Regions from separate parts of the Zea mays genome. Here region 1 is linked to region 2. A link is a contact called in public Hi-C data. All regions are on one chromosome and are shown on one strand. The core of a region is the stretch at or near the end of the contact, and the rest is flanking DNA. Distances in the headings are between cores, read along the strand shown.

Evidence for each region. A called contact is a pair of places that touch in the nucleus more often than the background predicts.
Region 1: a contact with region 2 is called in a Hi-C map of ear, with 2.1 times the contacts expected there. The contact joins the promoter of LOC100284142 here to the promoter of LOC103631766 in region 2. A contact is called at or near these places in 3 of 25 Hi-C or Micro-C datasets (ear and leaf).

Annotation. Positions count from the first base shown.
Region 1 is chr1:14,479,168-14,484,270 of Zm-B73-REFERENCE-NAM-5.0, reverse strand. It overlaps LOC100284142, which reads right to left and starts at 3,822. Exons shown (of 3, transcript NM_001370615.1): 1 at 3,147-3,822. The coding sequence starts at 3,605.
Region 2 is chr1:14,225,958-14,231,427 of Zm-B73-REFERENCE-NAM-5.0, reverse strand. It overlaps LOC103631766 (IQ domain-containing protein IQM5), which reads left to right and starts at 1,561. Exons shown (of 10, transcript XM_008671469.4): 1 at 1,561-2,038; 2 at 3,129-3,727; 3 at 3,809-3,923; 4 at 4,345-4,410; 5 at 4,486-4,574; 6 at 4,661-4,751; 7 at 4,848-4,994; 8 at 5,115-5,207; 9 at 5,302-5,403. The coding sequence starts at 3,267.

The DNA of each region.
Region 1 (5,103 bases), core at 2,573-5,072, 250 kb before region 2:
GTCTATATAAAACATTAGCACTAGAAAAGGTCAGGCCCACCACATCAAAGGAAAAGAAGACTATTTTGTTTTTAGTTAGCTCGTGATACCAATATATAAGTGACTTGTTTTACAAAATAATAATTTTAGTCTAAACCAACATCAATATGTTATGAAGCACAACTAGTTAGTTTACCATTATTAGGAAAAATATGTACACTATTTAGAGATCCCGACGCTACCATATCTAGTTGTTGATGAGCTATTGTATACTCACATAGTCACGTTAGTTTGTACATGCACACCTTTTAAGTTTACTTCTATTTATTTTGTCATTTTATTATTTACATGAACTAATGGTTGCTGCTCTTGTTCCCCATTGGCTATAATCTGATGTCTTTGACGTTTCTTCATGCAATTGTCTTTTGTTAATTTGATGCTTTCCATTGAAAATAACTTATAAATTAGAATAGGGAGAGTATTTTTTTTGTTGATTCGTTTGTTGATTCATATTAGGTTTAGTTTATCATTCCTCTCCTTTTTTCGATTTATGCTTTCATTTGTTTGACATTATGGTTCATAGACCTAGTTTAGTAAGGACGGATCTAGCGTGGAGGCTAGGGATGCTCCAACACCCTTACCTCCTTGCACTGTTATCGATTATTTAGTTGGTTGTTTGTTGTTGGTCCCAAATTATTTGGACGATAGCTACACTTAAAAAGGGTATGATATGTGACAATTTCAATAATGTTGCACTTTTCTATAATAAGACTAGTGCTATATGTATTGCTAAATCCACACCTACTAAACTAGGCTCATGAACCAATAATGTCAAACAAATGAAACCACGAATCAGAGAAGGGAGATGAATGATAAACCAACCATAATATGAATCAATAAAAATAGAATCAAGTACTCTCACCTATTTTAATTTATAAGTCATTTTGCTTTTTAAGTACATGATTTTTATTATGTATATATATGTGTAGATATGTAGCAAGCATAAATTAGCAATAGAAAGCATCAAATAAACAAAAGGCAATTGCTTGAACATCGAAAACATGAGATTATAGCCATCAGGGAACAACAACATAAAAAATTAGCTTATGTGAGTGATGAAAGGACAAAATAGATAGAATTAAAAATTAAAAGGTGTGCATATACAAACAAACATGACTGCATGAGTATACAGTAGTTCATTAAGAATCAGATATGGTAGTGACATGATCTACAACTAGTGTACATGTTTTTTCTAATAATAATAAACTAACTTCTAATGCTTATAACATACGCATGATGACTTAAACTAGGATTGTTATTCTATAAAATAAATCACCTATATAGTTGTGCCATAAGCTAACTAAGAAACAAAACGATCTTCTTTTTCGTTGATGCGACAGGCCTGACCAGTCCTAAATCTAATGTTCTATACATATTTGCTTTCAACTTGGCATATATTGAGTGATTAATAATGGAAGACAAAGATAAAATCATGTATAAAGGAGATCGATCGAATCAATGGTGGGTATATATCACACCCTGTTGTGCGAGTGATAGTCGTAGAGTAGCGTCGGTGACGAGAACATTGTATAGTTGTTTTCCAATAGCAGTTGGGACCTGAAGTCGCTATCGTCATCTTCCTCCTCGTAGTAGTCCCCACCGTGTGGCACGACCTTATTGCTAGGCCTGGGGCTTGCGATGATGGTTTTCGATGACACGTCGGCACCCTTAGCCCTAGGGCTCAGTCCTTAGGCGGTGACGCCGACGCTACTCTACGACTATCACTCGCACAACAAGGTGTGATATATACCCACCATCGATTCGATCGATCTCCTCTGTACATGATTCCATCTTCGTTTTCCATTATTAACCACTCCATATATGTCAAGTTGCAAGCAAATATGTATAAAACATTAGCACTAGAACAGGTCAGGCCCACCGCATCAATGGAAAAGAAGACTATTTTGTTTTTAGTTAGCTCATGATACCAATATATAAGTGACTTGTTTTACAAAATAATAATCTTAGTCTAAACCAACATCCATATGTTATGAAGCACAACTAGTTAGTTTATCATTATTAGGAAAAATATGTACACTATTTAGAGATCCCGACACTACCATATCTAGTTGTTGATGATTTATTGTATACTCACATAGTCACGTTAGTTTGTACATGCACACCTTTTAAGTTTACTTTTATTTATTGTCATTTTATTACTTACATGAACTAATGGTTGCTGCTCTTGTTCCCCATTGGCTATAATCTGATGTCTTTGACGTTTCTTCATGCAATTGTCTTTTGTTAATTTGATGCTTTCCATTGAAAATAACTTATAAATTAAAATAGGGAGAGTATTTTTTTGTTGATTCATATTAGGTTTAGTTCATCATTCCTCTTCCTTCTTCAATTTATGCTTTTATTTGTTTGACATTATGGTTCATAGACCTAGTTTAGTAAGGACGAATCCAGCGTGGAGGCTAGGGATGCTACAACACCCTTACCTCCTTGCACTGTTATCGATTATTTAGTTCGTTGTTTGTTGTTGGTCCCAAATTCTTTTGGACGATAGCTACACTTAAAAAGGGTATGATATGTGACAATTTCAATAATGTTGCACTTTTCTGTAATAATACAAGTGCTATATGTATTGCTAAAACTAGGTGAGAGAGACATGAGATTATAGTCATCAGAGAACAAGAATAGCAATCATTAACTCATGTGAGTAATGAAATGATAAAATGTATAGAATTAAACTTATGTGTACATGTACAAACTAACGTAACTCCATAAGTGTACTATAGCTCATGAATATGACAGTGCGAGAATCAAAAAATAGTGTACATAATTTTTTTTCTAATAATGGTGCTTTATAGTGTAGATATATTAACTTAAACTTAGATTATTATTTTGTAAAATAAATCATCTATATATTGGTGCCCTAAGCTAACTAAGAAAGAAAATGTTTCTTGTCTTCTTTTTCCGTTGATACGGTTTCCGTTGATGCGGGTTGATACGGTGGTGGGCTGGTTTCCGTTAATGCGGGTTGATGCGGTGGGTCTGACCTAACGTACTATACAGATTTGCTTGCAACTTGTGAAACGGTTAATAATGAGAGATAAAAATGGAATCATATATAGAGCGGCACGGAAGATCGATGGGGGTACCTTGCTGTGCGGGTGATGGTCATATAGTAGCGTCGGCGGCGAGAACACCGTATAATTGTTCTCCAGCAGCATGTGAGGCGACCTGAAGACGTCATCTTCGTCTTCCTCGACGTCGTAGTAGTCCCCTCCGTGCGGCGCGGCCTTACTGCCAGGGCTGTGGCTTGCGACGATGGTTTCCGACGAAACGTCCGCGACCCTGGCCCTGGGGCTCAGACCCTGTGCGGCAGCGCCGGAGTCAAGGTCGCCGGGGCTGTACTTGGAGGGATCGGCGTGTTGGCCGGTGAGCTCCTGCACGAGGGCGCGGAAACCCTCGGCGCTGGTCTGGACGCGCATGGGGTTGGCGATGTAAAGCACCTTGATCGGCTTCTTGCCGCCGCCGCCGTTCTTGTGCTTCGATGACGACGCGCCGCCGCTCCCTCTCCCTGGAGCATTGCCCCTGGGGCTGAGCTCGCGATCCATCGCTCAGCTCAGCTCAGCTCAGCTCAGCTCGAGAATCTACGATCCCGGGGGAATGGGACGAGAAGCGCACGGCGAGCGGGGGCGAGAGCTACGGCAAATTCTGGCCGACTCCGGTCATGTGATGATAAACGGGTGCTCAGGAACGCCTGGGGGATTTTTAGCTGGGCGGCGGAGGCTTGGCGCTGGCATCGTAGTCGGCAAGTCGTGGCCGAGTAATGGCCGGGATGGAGAATGGGGCGGCAGGCATCAATGTGCGAAGGGTGGGGTCTACAGCCTACGTCATCTGTTTGTCTTCATGTGACGTCACATAAATAAAATACCTTAATGCATTAGCCACCGCCCGCCATGGCTTACCCGCTCTCGCTTACCCGAACGCGACCGGCCGACTGGTGGAGCCCGCGGCTGGCGGGAACCAGCCAACCAGACTTGGGGTAACGTCCGCTTCACGTGGAGGTTAGATGAAAGCCGCGGTTGCTAATATATGTATATATATATTTTTTATTTATTGTTATAAATATCATATTGCTTCTATATCTCTCGAACACAATTTTATACTCTTTCGTATCGTAAGTCGTACAGGTTAGGACATACAATTTTTTTATATTTATCGACATATAAGGATAAGAAATTGTATATGACATGAAAGTAAGCATCGGAAACGACGCGTACGGCGTATCTGTATCTATGTGGCTTCGTGGCGCCTTGTGAGTGGTGCTTTTTGTGGAGCGGAGCGGCGATAGAGGGCATTGGATACTCTCGCGGCTGGCCCCGATGATGTCCTCCCTCCTCTTGCCGCTGCTCGCCCGCCGCATCCTCCCCATTGCTCGCAGTCGCAGGCTCCTAAGCACCGGATATTCTCGACGCCGGCCGGCGCCCTGTATGTTGAAGAAGCTCGCGACGTTGGCGAAGTACGTTGACACCGAAGGTGCTCTCGAGGAAGCGGAGGGGGCCGGGGCCGGAGCCGGAGCCGAAGCCGGACCCACGGATGAGGAGGGAGCATCGCCACCGGAGGATTAAGACACACCGACAGCATCGTTGACTTTGGGCGCGCGTCTTCCCGCGGTGGCGGGACACCGTCGGCATGGTTGACTCTGGCCGGGCGTCGGCGAAGTCCCAAATCCCAAGCTATACCGGCGTCGTCTTCCATGGCCGAACATATAGATGGCCAAAAAGCACGAGGCCCGTAAGCCCGACACGAAGCCCGGTTTTTGGGCCCGGTTTTTGGGCCCGTAACTCCGGTTTTTGGGCTCTTCCATGGCACGATGGCACAGCAGACCCGGCCCGGTTTTTGGCCGGGCTTCACCGGGCCCGGGCCGGGCCGGGCCGGGCGGCCCGTTTGGCCATCTCTAGCCGAACATAGGACACTAGACACGACCAACTTTTTTTACACTCTTTTTAAAGAAATATTGATATTTAGATTTATGAGAGTACCCTAGACACGACAAACTTTTTTTAAACTCTTTTTAAAGAAATATTGATATTTAGATTTATGAGATTT
Region 2 (5,470 bases), core at 312-2,811:
TCCTATAAACTGTAGCGGGTTTTCGGAAGCTAGTGGAACTTTGTAAAGGCCTCGTAGTGTTGCCCTGCCGCGCTTCCTAGGTAGAGGTGTATGGGAAGTCGCGATCCCTTGGCAGATGGGTAACATGACTTGTGGGTAAAGGGTACAACCTCTGCAGAGTGTAAAACTGGTATACTAGCCGTGCTCGCGGTCATGAGCAGCTCAGGACTCTCTGATGTTTAAATTATGGAACTTAAATTCAATTTTGTCATTTGTATTGCATGGGTTTGTTATTAATTTTGTTCTATTACTTTACTTATGGTTTGGTATTTACTTACACTTAGTAACTGCTAATAAAAGTTTGACCAACTACTTAAAAGCAATGCTCAGCTTTAACCCCTATCATTGATTAACCTTACACATCACATGATCTTACACCTTTGTGAGTTTATGTCCACTGGTTCCCCACAACTTGTTGAGCTATGATCATGTGTGAGCTCACCCTTGCTGTCTCACACCCCCCCACAGGAGAAGATCAGGTGGTTCAGGAGGAGCCGCCTAACACTGAGGAGTTCGATCTAATCTAGGTGGCGTTCCCAGTCGACATTGGCGCCGACGATCCTTAGTTCGCTTTATCTTTATTATTCTATTTTGTAATAAGTCTTCCGCTATGTAATAAATACTCTGATGTTTTATGACATTTATCTCTATACACTCTGTTATTATATATGTTGTCTTCTTGGCGCATGTATGAGATGCACCTGGCTTTGTTCCTTAAAGCCGGGTGTTACAGAGCTAAAGTGTTTATCTAGGTCAATTTACTATGTCATGCTATGGTTAAAGAAAAAATAAATTCATAATCCATTATAAGTGTCTATCAACTCCAAACAACACTTAGAACTAGTCCTTCCATAATCTTATCCTTCATTATTTGAATATTGAAACAAAATCAATAATTAGGAGCATGAAAATGATAGTTTGTTTAAAACAATCTCCTATAGTGTGACCTAACTTAAACTATATATGTAAAATGCATGAGTCACCATAATCTTATGTTGTCATTAACCACTAAAACCACAAAGAGCCTAGATGCTTTTATCATAATGAATACATAAGACACAACCAACACGAATGCATAACATGAATGTGTTTATTACTAGTTGCACCTCGAATTTACGCAGTGCAAAGTTTCTAAAATATGTTCACACATTGATTTATTTTGAGAGCTTTCAAGAGTTTTTTTTTCATTTTCTCTATTTTCCCTATCTCAATCTACCTTTAAGATTTTAGATTTTTTTACAAGCTCTGAATATTGGGGTTAGGTTTCTCGTGAACCAGTCTAGCTTTAGGATTTTTCTCAAAAAATTTAGAAACTTTAAAAAATGTTTTCCATGATTTAAAAACCTTATCAAAGTATTTACCAGATTTTCATATTATCTAAAAAGGACAAAAGTGCCCGTGCCTTCAAGACCACTTCCAATCAGCGCTAAGAAAGTAGGATGCCTTCAAGACCACTTCCAATCAGCGCTAAGAGCTAATTTGAACATTTTTTTATAATTCAGAAAGTAGGATGCCTGGTTTTTTATGTTCGAGGACGAAGAAGCAAATCATGTTGGTATTTCGACGGTACAACTGACCATGGAAAATGAATTGCCAAGGATTGAGGTGAAAAATAACTCACGGCCGGGTGGATTGTAGTGCAGTGAAACAAGTCCTCCCCGGACAGGCCACCGCCCACCGGACCCGGAAACTGTGCAATATTGCACCGGCAGCGCTATGCGTGATGTGCGAAATAGCTAGATGCTAGGTGCCGTCATTGCGTACACGTGGCGGATGCAGCTTGTATGCTATAATCCTCAGCGCAGCTGCGAGGGGGAAAAGGAGGGACCATCATGCATCAGGATCATGGTAATGCTTTGCAAAGTGCAGGAGGCGGAGAAGATGACTCAAGAAGAAGGCGTGGAATCTCGTCTAAATCTAAAGTTCAAAATGCGACCCGATCTCCGTACGCAGAGCAGTTACCTGTAAGCCGTCGGAAACTCGGAAGCATGGATACCAGGTAATGCTGCTACCGCATGTGGGGTGTTTGGTGGAATGCCCATGAGCTAAACAGCTTGCTAATATAACTTTGCGGTAGCTCGTTTCACGATGTGAGTGCCAATCATCGGGGTCACGGTGTTGGGACTGTTCTAGTGCTAGCCATGCTTAGCGATAGCAAGTTAGCAACAAATACTACTATTATTGTTCTTCCTGTGGTGATAATTACTAGGCAATGTCAGTTCTACGCTTCTATTTATACACATGCCGTGTTTCTTAAGTGATGACTAATTTTAACTACACTAAGTAGTACCCCCTCACTCTAAATCATCAGTTATTCCAACTTTTTTTGAGAGTCAAATCATCTCAAGTTTGACTTAAATTATAAAAAAAGGATTATAAAGATTTTTTACATTAAATATATATAGTGTAAAAATATAATTAATGTAGAATTTAATTATGCTTATTTGGTATTATAAATGTTATTGTTTTATTATATAAATTTAGTTAAGCTTATGTTTTGGTTCTCCAAAAAGGTTAGAATGACTTAGAATTTAGGATGTAGAGAGTATACCATCTTCCCTTTTTTTTCCTTGACTGGCTGAGAACATCCAGGCACCTCAAACCTTGATTTGTTATTTTTAGGGCGACGGTGTTGGGGGCGAAGACACCATCGCCCGTGTTTTACTTGCCCCTGTTGCATGGCCATTAGCCATTCACCGCCGATGCTTGGTTCCTAAATCTGCTCCCATTTGCCCTGCAAAATTTGCTATTTTTTTCATCTTTCTGCCTCGCAGACCTCTTCTGAAGAGGTCCTATTGGATGGATAGCGCAAGAAATTTGAAGGTAGAGATAAAGCTCACTGTTGTTTGATTTTCACTTCTTGGCCTTTTCTTTTCCCTTTTTTTTGTAATGAACTTTCCTTACCCTGTTCTTGGCTTCTCTCTGAATACATTTTATCACAAGAGATATTACATGGGGCTTTCAATTCTAATTACCATGCCTTGGTAAAATTGTGAATAGCTAAGGAAATTCATGAATCTGTTTCTAATGTGTTTTCCAATTCAAAGGCCCTACATTTTATTTCCTTCGATTTTCCTTCTTTGCAAAAGGTGTCAACGCACTCATAAAGAACACACAACTCCTGAAGAGATTCGTATGAGCAACAAAAGCAGCAAGGCGTATCAGAGAAAACGCTAGGCAAAGGGCGAACAAAGAAAACCGTCACATATTACAGTTTAATCAGGAAAATGGGTTTGTCAATCTCATATCCACCAGATGACTATTTGCCTGAGGATGATGATGATGATGATGATGATGGTATTGACAGGCTGTTTGTGCGGTCTCTAAGCTTTGATAATCTCAACACACATGATACCCTTGAATCACCAACAGCATTGCTCGATGCACTGACCTCCAAGAGGCTCATGGTGAGAGGCTCTTTAAGATTCGAAAGAAGGGAGGGTGATCCATTTCAAGTTGAAACAACGTTATCAATGGTGAGTCCTAAACCTGCAAAGAAGAGTTACAACTACAAGCCTATAGTCCTGCCAAGATATAAGTCCACAGAGAACCTACCACCAGATTCTCCGGTAATTGGGATGGTCAGCCCAGTGCACCAGGCTGCAGCAATAAGAGTGCAGAAGGTGTACAAGAGCTTCAGAACAAGGCGGCAGCTTGGTGATTGTGCTGTTCTTGTTGAACAACGCTGGTTTGTAAAATTCATTGTGCTAGTCTGATTCTGATATTAGGGCAAAGTTACTGAATTTCGTGAATTGTATGCTAAATCCAGGTGGAAACTACTTGATTTTGCATTGCTCAAGCGCAATTCAGTGTCATTTTTCGATGTACAAAAGCCTGAGTCGGCCCTCTCGAGGTGGTCTCGTGCCAGAATGAGAGCTGCCAAGGTAAATTCATGTGTCTACACATTATATGCTACTTAACCATTATTTTGAGCATGGAGCTTAGAACTTAGCGCAGTTGTCTGCTATAGTATTATGGTCCTACTATACTGGTTCTTGGCATTATTGTGATCCTTTTGGGGTCATTAATTGTTTTGATAATATTGTGAATTTGATAAACTGGACAAGTCAAACTAATTTTATTCTGCTGTTACTGTTAAATTTGGTCTGGTAGTTCTTTTTTATTGCGGAACCATGTCATTAGCGTGCCAACAGCCCATTGCTGCTATGAAGCTGATAATTATGCTCAAGTGCTGAAACGGTGTAGTCTGATTTCCACAAGGGCTATTGCCATATCTTTGTTCTAGTACGATTGAATATTGAGTTGGTATCTGCTGTTCTTTTCTTTCTTTCTTTCTTGCCTCAGGTAGGAAAAGGTCTTTCCAAGGATGAAATGGCTCAGAAGCTCGCACTGCAACACTGGCTTGAAGCAGTACGCATAAAAACAATTTCTTTAAAACACTAACTGGTGAAAGAACATCACAGAACATTCATGTTTCATGGGCAGATTGATCCTCGACATCGGTATGGTCACAACCTCCACTACTACTACCAATACTGGCTACACTGTGAGAGCAAACAGCCTTTCTTTTACTGGTATTGTTCACGTGAAACTTTTAAAGCTATCTCCCAACCAGCTGAAGAAGAGAAGTTCAAAGTTGTCTGAAATCACGTCTCAATAGGTTGGATATAGGTGAAGGAAAGGAGGTTAATATTGATGAGCACTGTCCAAGATGGAAGCTGCTGCAGCAATGCATCAGGTACCTTGGCCCGGTTAGTGCTTCAACCCTCAGCAGCTGAATACGAAATCTCAGAGCTAGCAGAAAAGGCTTCATATCTGAACCGTAGATGATTTGCTAATTTGTGCAGAAAGAAAGGGAGTCCTATGAGGTCGTGGTTGAGGATGGAAAGTTTATGTACAAACTGAGCCAGAAAATCGTCGACACATCTGAAGGCCCCAGGGATGCAAAATGGATCTTCGTGCTGAGCACAACGAGAGCTCTATACATCGGTACGGTACGTCCAACCAGGCAACCACCACATCACCTTGAAACCTTAAGCAGGCAGTAGAGAAGAACCTGAACCATGAAGATAGCCTCTAACAGATGAAATGTAATAATCTCATTGTTGTTGCAGAAGAGCAAGGGCACATTTCAGCACTCCAGCTTCCTCGCCGGTGGAGCCACATCTGCTGCTGGCAGACTGATTGTAGAGGATGGAATTCTAAAGGTGCATATATAGATCAACACTTGTCTTCCAGCCTCGTAGTGTTTTACTTGTGCAGCGCCCAAGTCACCTGTCTGATTCGTTCATCATCTTTCAGGCTGTCTGGCCACATAGTGGGCACTACCGCCCCACGGAGGCAAACTTTCGTGAGTTCATGAACTATCTGAAGAACAGGAACGTGGATCTTACAAATGTCAAGGTGAAGAAGCAAATCGATCAGATTGCTACACTTCTACACACATACCCATGCATCCTATCCCAGGAAG